Linked DNA regions of Sus scrofa: all the other regions are linked to region 2. Evidence: chromatin contacts called from public Hi-C and HiChIP or PLAC-seq data. All regions are on one chromosome and are shown on one strand. The core of a region is the stretch at or near the end of the contact, and the rest is flanking DNA. Distances in the headings are between cores, read along the strand shown. Region 1 holds the start of TBC1D2 (TBC1 domain family member 2A). Region 2 holds the start of TRMO (tRNA methyltransferase O). Region 3 holds the start of TSTD2 (thiosulfate sulfurtransferase/rhodanese-like domain-containing protein 2).

Evidence for each region. Hi-C and Micro-C count contacts between places; a contact is called where the count stands out from the background. HiChIP or PLAC-seq counts read pairs in DNA pulled down with a chosen protein or histone mark.
Region 1: a contact with region 2 is called in a Hi-C map of embryonic fibroblasts, with 3 times the contacts expected there. The contact joins the promoter of TBC1D2 here to the promoter of TRMO in region 2. A contact is called at or near these places in 9 of 47 Hi-C or Micro-C datasets (alveolar macrophages, embryonic fibroblasts, fetal skeletal muscle and 5 more) and 2 of 2 datasets of contacts at active chromatin or transcription factors (alveolar macrophages and skeletal muscle).
Region 3: a contact with region 2 is called in an H3K27ac HiChIP or PLAC-seq map of alveolar macrophages. The contact joins the promoter of TSTD2 here to the promoter of TRMO in region 2. A contact is called at or near these places in 5 of 47 Hi-C or Micro-C datasets (heart right ventricle, liver, skeletal muscle and 1 more) and 1 of 2 datasets of contacts at active chromatin or transcription factors (alveolar macrophages).

The regions. Positions count from the first base shown.
Region 1 is chr1:240,048,346-240,051,409 of Sscrofa11.1, reverse strand. TBC1D2 (TBC1 domain family member 2A) reads left to right here and starts at 1,483. Exons shown (of 16, transcript XM_021066519.1): 1 at 1,483-2,050. The coding sequence starts at 1,676.
Region 2 is chr1:239,785,502-239,788,631 of Sscrofa11.1, reverse strand. TRMO (tRNA methyltransferase O) reads left to right here and starts at 1,700. Exons shown (of 6, transcript NM_001243624.1): 1 at 1,700-1,807. The coding sequence starts at 1,732.
Region 3 is chr1:239,491,351-239,494,180 of Sscrofa11.1, reverse strand. TSTD2 (thiosulfate sulfurtransferase/rhodanese-like domain-containing protein 2) reads left to right here and starts at 1,298. Exons shown (of 10, transcript XM_005660262.3): 1 at 1,298-1,662. NCBP1 (nuclear cap-binding protein subunit 1) reads right to left here and starts at 1,604. Exons shown (of 24, transcript XR_002336867.1): 1 at 1,132-1,604.

The DNA.
Region 1 (3,064 bases), core at 234-2,733, 260 kb before region 2:
ACCTGGGACCCTTTGCCACAGTGCTTGCACCTGGACAGCTATCTCCTCCAGCAACCAAATATAAAGAAACCATAAGGGACTAAAAATAACTACACGCATGCAGTTGAGGCAAATTACCAACAAGATTCAAAAAGACCAAAACCTAATAGCCACTTCTGAGGAGGCAGAAGCAAAAGCAGGGCACTGTGCATGCACTCTGCACACAGCACCACCAAGGGGGCAGACCACCAGATCCCTAGACTCACCCTTATCCCCACCACCTCCTCAGGGAGCAAGCAAGGGCAGCTGTTACTTGTTTTCCTACCTCCTGCTGCAGTACCGGTGCCAATAAAGCCTTGACTAAATTTGTCTGGCCTCTCATCAATTTGTATTAACGAGGTCAAAAACCCTTGTCAGTAACAGAAGGGTACACCTGAACTAAATTTGGACTTTTATTTCTTTCATTCCCCCGTTTGCCTAACAATAGTATAATTAATCTATCATCGGTTTGGAGAATGTTATTTCTCTATTATCATATTAAGAGACATTTTTAGATATGCTATGGACTTACAAAATATTATTATAATTTCTGCAGTGAACCTGTGTTAAGTTAATTTTAAGAAAAGACAACCTCAGACCTTGAGTATAATTTGCCCGGAACAAAACAAGGAAGATTTTGTTAAGGATGGCAAAGAGAGAGAAGCTAAAGAAAGAGGGGCTAAGAAAGGGCTAGTGAAGAACCGTGAAGCTCCTCAAGAGGTGGTAGGAAATGGGCTCCATAGCCCAAGCGGAGGGAAGCGCCTAAAGGAGTAAAGGGGGGAAACTTAAGGACAAGAGGCAGACAGACTGAGGACAGAAGTTGAGAAAGTTAGTAAAGACACATTTGATTCCACAATTTACTGTGCCCAAACCCGTCCCAAGCACTGGGTTCCAGCAAGGGCAGAAGCCGGGCCGGGCGCCCATATAACTCGAGTAGCTCAGGAAAGAGGCGAGCGGGAACTGGGACCGAGGAAGGAGAGGCCGCCACGGTCAGGGGAGAACCACAGGGTCGCTTAACTGCTGACGGGTATATAGGCCACCAGCAGAGCCCTCTAAGCACGCGCGCTTTGAGCGGCGCCGGAAATGTCGCCACGCAGCCGGGTGTCCCCTTCAGCCAATGGACGCGCCGTGCGCCCCGCAACGGGGACCTGCGCGGCACCTGGGGAGAAAAGGCGGGAGGCCCGTAAAGCTGGAGAAGGGACTGTCCCTCTACGTTATTACGCGTGTTACCAGAACAAGGTATTTGTGGAGGGCGTCTCCTCCAGCCTCTCTTCCGCTGGTTAACCAAATTCAGGGACACCACGCCTTCAATCCGAGGACCGCCCCACGCTCGCGGCTGCCCTCAGTAAATATGGCGGAGAGGAGCGAAGAAAAGTCGGAAGTTAGCAGTGTGGGAGGAGCCGGCAGGGGGCGTGTCGAGGCCTGTCCTAGATACGGAGGGGTCCGGATGGGCGTGGCCACCCTCAGGTACTGGGTTTTAGATCAATGAAGTGCACGCAACGCAGGGAGCTGCGTCCCTCCGTCGTCTCTTGGAGGCGGGTCACTAAAGGCCCCGCCCTCGTCCAGTTATCTCCGTCTTGAAGGTATCCCCTGAATCTCCGAGATTTGGCCGGAGTTGGGCAGTGGACATCCAGCTCCTCCGCAGTCCCTAGTGGCGATGGAGGACGCCCAGGAGAACCCCGCGGAGTCTAGCTCCTCTGCCCCCGTGTCCGAAGAGCCTGCCAGCTTGGCCAGGGGCTCCCAGGTGTTGCCTCCAGAGGAATCGACGGTCTGCACCCGACCTCTGGAGGCGGCCCCCAAGAAACTTTGTGGATATTTAAGCAAGTTGGGAGGCAAAAGGCCCATCCGGGGTTGGAAATCCCGCTGGTTTTTCTACGACGAGAGAAAATGTCACCTGTATTATTCGCGGACCGCACAGGATGCAAACCCCTTGGACAGCATCGACCTCTCCTGTGCGGTATTTGACTGCAAGGCGGACGCCGAGGAGGGGACTTTCGAAATCAAGACCCCCAGCCGGACTATTACCTTGAAGGTAAATGATGCAATTTTCTCCTTTTCAGCACAGCGGGGTGCAAGTGAGTGGTCACAATAAACTTACTGTAACTATAATCACCGACCCCAAACACCCCTGTGAACCCTGGGTTCACAGGGTCTTGTGCTTTACAAAGGGCATTCACACTCATTTCCTCATTGTGTTCCCATAACAAAGGCCCACATGATATACGCATATTACGGATCAAGTAATTGAGTCATAGGAGTTCCCGTTGTGGCGCAGTGGTTAACAAATCCGACTGGGAACCATGAGGTTGCGGGTTCAATCCTTGGCCTTGCTCAGGGGGTTGAGGATCCAGCGTTGCGTGAGCTGTGGTGTAGGTCGCAGACGCGGCTCGGATCCGGCGTTGCTGTGCCTCTGGTGTAGGCGGGTGGCTACAGCTCCTTATTAGACCCCTATCCTGGGGACCTCCATATGCCGCGGGAGCGGCCCTAGAAAAGGCAAAAAGACAAAAAAAAAAAAAAAAAAAAAAAAAAATTGAGTCATAAAGAGATGAAGTGACTGGTCCAAGGTCACACAACTAAAAAGTGGTGTAGCCCACACTTGGAATCCCGTGGGTTTTCTACCTCTCAGCACTTGATCAAAACTTTTACTTTTGGGTGTGGCTAATAATGCAGTTGCCTTAACTTTTTTACTTCGGGTTGAAGTATAATCAAGATATGAGCTTTGCTGCCCTCTCTCAAGGCATGACTTCTGAATCACGTTTCTTTTTATTTCTTAACTTTTAAAAAAGTTTTCTTTTTAATTTTAATGCCCCCCCCCCCACATATGGAAGTTCCCCATCCAGGGATCCAATCCATCATAGTCACACTGTGAATTACACCTCGCTGCAGCTGCCCGGGTGCCAGAACCTTTAACCTACTGCACCAGGCTGAGAATCAAGCCCACACCTCCTCAGCGACCTCGGATTCTTAACCCACTGTGCCACAGCAGAAACTTCTGAATAACGTTTCTTTTTTCTTTACTTTTTTTTCTTTTTATGGCCATACCTTC
Region 2 (3,130 bases), core at 451-2,950:
ATACAAATAATCATATGTAACTCTAGACAGGCTAATGAAAACTTCATGTAATAAAAGTGCTATATATTCAAGTTCCTGTCTCCCATAGAGAAATTTTACTTCTAAAACAGGGATTAATGTACCTCACCAGTATCTCCAAGTCTGTTTTGCATTTCAGAACTTGTCACACTTGGTAATGTATTTTTGGTGTGATTATCACGATATATGATTTCTAAGGCCAGGAGCGCATATACCCCTCATTTCTGCAACAGCCTGGCCACAAATTAACCGACTATCACTTTTAGCAACACCCCCATCTAGTGGCCAACTGCTGCTGTTACGGCCCCAGTTTTACAGCGGGTATATAGCTCAGCCCTTCTGCAACTTGTTCTTGTTTCTTCAGCTGCCCCAGAACTCTTTCCTCCTGAAAACAATAGCATTCTTGTCTAATTTTTTCTTTTTCTGGCTGCGCTGGTGGCATGAAGAAGTTGCTGGGCCAGGGATCCAACTCCCGCCACAAGAGCGACTCAGACCGCTGCAGTGACAATGCCAGATCCTTAACCTGCTTTGCCACAAGAGAACTTTTTAAAATTTTCACGTGGAAAAGACCTATCAGAAGATATGTAGGTGTACGAATTTTCTCAATTTTTAGTTTTTGTTTTAAACCCCACGATCTTTAAATCTTTGGCTCCTTCCAATGTTCCTTTTCTGCTAGTGATCTATTTAGTCCACGACAAATGAACCAGTTGAGGAACAGCTTTTCATGGTTATAAAGCTTCCACATCTATGCAGTTTTATTTGAATAATTTATTTTGCAGGCACATGCTCCACCCTCCGCACCCCAACCCTCATGCAACAACAGGATAAAAAGCTCAGAAGCAGAATTATGTATACAGAGAAACTTGATAAAATATACAGGTGAGAGAAGACGTTACAAGTCAATGGGTAAAAGGGCAGGCTAGCGGTGCAAGGATAACTGGCCATCCAATGGAATGAAAACTGATTCTTGCTGGCCCTCAGTTTTTTAGAGCTCTCCAGAAACGATGGCACAATCTCCTCAATGTATATGGCATGTTGATTCAAATTTCATTCTCGCTTCAGTTCCCATGAAGTATGACGCACAGGAAACAAGTCTCCACCTCTCAACCCCTACCTAATCTGGTGTGGGTCTACCCATCCATTAGATTTGAAATAAGATTTACCTGGGGCTCCTTTCTGACAAAACATCCTTCTTATTACGGAAAAATGGGAGCATACAGATAAGTATAAATGACCATTTGTGTATTCCCACCATCCAAGTATTAACATTTTCTAACATCCGATCATCTTGCTATGTGATATACTACCCATACATATCCTTTGTCTTTAAAAATTATCGTCATGCGTTAGATACGCAGGTTGCTTATTTCGAGAGAGATATCTTTATGCATAAATCTTCAATGACGAGTCCCCCTTGAAACGGGCAGTAACTTCGGAGTCGCTAGCTGCCCTGAGAGGGCGGGAAACTGCTGTGGATCCAGGCGGGACCGCATAGACGCGGGTTCAGGAACGGAACGAGACCTCAGGTACACAACCTCAACCTCAGTTCTGCTTCCGCCGCCGCCCGCTGCGCGCGCGGCGCGCACCCCACACCCCTAGCGCGTGCTGGATCTTAGCGCCACCAGCCCGAGCGGCTGTTGCGCAGGCGCCAGGCGCGGAGACCGGAAGCGGAAGGCTTAACGCGTTGGGTGGGCACCTGTGCAACCAGTAGTTATGCGCGGCTTGGAGGACCCTGGGCCTCGCCCTAAAGCTACCCCGTGCGGGTGCGTGAAGCCAACTCTGGAGACAGGTAACTTTTAAGAGGCTGGCGGTTCCTCTCTCAGAACAACCATAAGTGCAGGCAGCCGACTTAACTGTAGAGAGGACAAGGAAAGCGAGACCGTGAACGGACTGGGTCCTTTTCCTGTTTATTGCGAAGGCACGGGTCACGTGCTTAGACGACCACGTGATGTATCGGAGGTGGAGCAGGATGACGTCATCTCTCCTGCCCTGTTCGTGGTGGCTGAGGTCGGCTGACCTTGGCAGAACAGCCACCTGCAGTGTAGTGGCCTGTCCTTTGGAGAGTTCTCACTCATAAAGGAGAGATAGGATGTTTACATCAGGTGCTGTGCCGACTAGGAGTTAATGCCACCAGAGAGAAGCATCCGGTGCTGTAGGAAATAGTTTTAAGCTGAACCTGGAAAGATGGTCATGGGCTTGTTTCTCTGTATTTTCACTCTTACTTATGCAGGAGACTGTCTTAACTTTGGAAATTAGAGGAAGCAAATGGAAAAAAGGTTAAAGTAGTTGGCCATCAAGCAGAGAAAACCTCTGTTAATATCTTGGTTTATACCTTCCATAATTTTTTCAGTGCATATATCCTAGAAATATGTGTTGATATGTAATCCCACTGTTTTATAACCTCAAAACCTTAAGGTTTGTAAAAACTTTCCATGGCAATTAATGTTAATTTTAAGAGGTTGCACACTGTTTTGTTTTATAGGTGTGCTCTTATTTACCCAGTTCCTTTTGTTGGGTGTTTAGGTTATTACTGGTTTTATTTCACTTAGAAAAGTGAAAGTTCTTGAGACTGTTGCCAAAAACTGGGTCTCTGTCCAACTGCTACCAAATGGAACCCCAGAGACAGTTTTGGGTGAAGGAGAAAAAAAAATATAGCTTTTATTGCTTTGCCAGGCAAAGGAGACCACAGCAGGCTAATGTCTTAAAGACTCTCCTCCTTTGGGGAAGAATTGCAGGGAGTTTTATAATCTAAAAGGAGAAGAACAGGGTTTCAGGTAAGAGTCAAGATTGGGGCAAACGTGTTTTTCTTTCAGGAAATTTTAGTCATCAAAGCTGGTGTCAGGAGAGCTCATCATGATCCTGGTGGTCTTCTGATTTATGGAATCTTGCCTTTTCCTCGAATAACAGTACTTACCAAAAGGACAGATTGGTCACAGATTAGGACAAACTAGGAAAATTGCTGAAAAACATCTTGTGCTTCTAATCTTTAACCCACAGGCAATTGTGTTCACAGTGCCTGATCTTTAGCTTACAGGTGTTTGTGTTTAGGGTACAGTCAAACAAGGGAAAAGTGCAAAGAAGGGCTCCAAACTGTTCAATTTTAAAGTATTCA
Region 3 (2,830 bases), core at 49-2,548, 290 kb after region 2:
CAACATTCAAGGAGAGAAAAATATAAGTGGAGAAAATTAATTAAATCCAACTTTTTGATCCGTATTTTTTTCCTACATCGTTGACATCTGCCAATGCTTATCAATTCTTAAGCATTAACAGATGATAAAATACATATCATCATGAGCAATTAGTTACATATGTTAATCCTCACAAAACCAAGAACAGGCATGTATCATTAATCCAATACTACAGACTAAGGTTTAAAGAGGTGATATAATCTGGGCAAGATCACAAAATAAATGGCAAGGTCTAACTTTGAACTTAAACCCTCTGTCTCCAAAGTCTGGCCTCTTAACCACTTTACAACACTATTTTCAAGTATTAATAACTAAATTATTTTTAGTTTCTTTTTGCTTTTCTAGATGTGTATTCTTGACTGTTGTTTTTTTAATGTAAGCATCGTTTCCTATTTTTAACTAGCTAAATTATTCCTGGTTTCTATGACGGCAATTCCAGGATCCCCATGAGTGCAAATATCCAAATGGGAACCCCGATCTAACCTCTACGAGCTCTCTAGTGAGTCTTCTGGCATTCTTTTCTTAAACGAGAGAAATAAGCTTACAACCAATTCAAGATCTAACATAACGACCTACGTATATCTATTTATTAAAGACTTCTCGCGTGCGGATAAGAAGCTGATTTTTCTTCCCCAGTGGTTTGAAAGAAGGCAAAACCCCGGATGACCCGCACAGGAGAGCTGGGATTGCAATTCATCAGATCTCTCACCTTCCGAGAGCCATTAATACATGATGTTTGAGGGTCAAAACGAGACACTGGGACAAGTGAGTCCTGGTCACCGTCTCTAAGGGGAAGCGGCACAGACACAAATATACTTCCCTGCTCGGCGGTACCAAGGACCTTATCTTAAAGAGTGCTTAGAGACCAGGGGTGCACCAGGCCTCCCCTCCGCCGACGACTCAAGAGGTGCGGTGGGGGATAGCACGAGCTTTCCAGCAGTCGCCCAGCCACACTCCCGCTGTGCCACCCATCTCCCCGCAAGTTCCTGGGGGAAGGGCTTCCCGTCCCTTCGCTCAGGACCTGAAGACCGAAGAAGCCAAACCTCGGCCCCACCTGGGCGCGGCTTCGGCGGCCAGGCCCAGAGCACTCACCATCGTTCTCGTCGCTGTGCCGCCGCCGTGACATGCCGCACGTTGTGTATGCGGCGGAGCCTAGACGCCGGGCGGGAAGAGCGGCAGGAACCGTCGGGCAGCCGGCCGGCGCGAGGACAGCGGCGAGGCTCACGAAGTGGCCCGCGCGCAGGCGCACTCGCTCGCGACGGCTCCCGGAAGCGCAAGGGGGAGAAGTGGCCGGGTGGGCTCGGCGGGCTCGGATCCCGGAGAGCCGGCGTCTGGAACCTCACCAAGCCACTGCCGCCTCGTCCGCACGCAACCGCCCCCTCGGGCTGCCTCCGCCTCTCCGCTGCTTCCTTCGCCCGCCTCCGCGGGAAGTCCTTCCGGGGCCACGCGGAGAGCACCGCCTCCCCAGGCGGCCGGAGCCCGCAGGCCGCGAGCCACGCCTTGGCGGGGGTGGTCTAGGAGGGACGCTCTAGTTCAGACTCCCTCCACTTCAGACTCCCCCCCGGGCCTCTCAGTGGTTTTCCCGGCGGCCCTTTCGCTAACGGCCTAGACTTCCGGGGCGAGGTGAGGTCCCCGGCGTTCCTTCCTACGTAAACAGGGGCGGGGGCTGGAGGTGCAAGGGTGGTGAGAGGTGACAATTGCTAGGCGGAGACGGTTTGGTGAAGAAAGATCTAAGAAAGGATCTGGACTGGCGGGTACGTGCTCATCTTTCTCCCACTTCCGGGCCTCTGCCGACTCGGGAAAGCTGGGAGGAGAGATTGGGCCAGGCCCGGCGCGCGGGGTGGGGCCCAAGCGGGAAGCGGCGCCGCTCGAGCAGCTCTGGGGACCGAAAGACCCTGCCTAGCTTGAGCTTGCTGCTCTGCGGTTAGCTTCTGACCGTCGTCTGACCTCTCGCCCCTCTGAGTTGTTGATCGCTTTAGTAATGTTTCCAGTGGTTATTGGATACTTCCATTATGTGTATGTGAATATTCTCCGCCCTGACCTCTGTGGTGAACACCACGGCTGCTTATCTGCTTTGTCGATGGCCATTTGAAATTTCACACGCGTGAAATGAACCTTTCATTCTCCTAGCCTAACCTAGCCTAACCTATTGCTCCTTCACTTTTACGCATCCATCCGATTGCTTAATCCAAAAATGTAGGTAGGAGTCATTCTTGGCTCCTTACTTACTACCTAATGAACTATCAGTAAACCTTATCAGCTCTACTTTCAAAACCGATCTGGAATCAGTTACTCCTTTTTTACTACTCTCTCATGACTTTGCGATGTAAAGTAACCTGACCTACAGGGTCCTACTCTTTTATCACTATGCTCCAACAATTCTTACTTTCTTCCTGTACCTCCAGTAAGGCAAGCTTGTTCACCCTTTAGGCATTTATATTCCTTTGCCTGAAGATTTCTACCCTTAAGTATGCATGGATGGCTCCTTGGCATTTCAGTCCCAGCTCAAGCATCAGCCCCCTTAGGAATCCTTCCCTGGCCACCCAACCTTTTACTCCATACCACAAATATTGTATTTATTATGTGCCAGGCAGTGTTCTAGACATTGAGGAGGCTGAGGTGAACGAAGGAAAACCCCTGCTTTCTCAGTGCTGATGACCGGTTGAGGAATCCAGCAAACTGCAGTCAGAGGTGGTGGGCAAAAATAGAAAAAGATGCGATTAGGGTGTGGTGGGAAAGGCTTTATAAGAACCTTGGACTTTATCTGATGCCTTTAAAAGCCTTTGGAGGG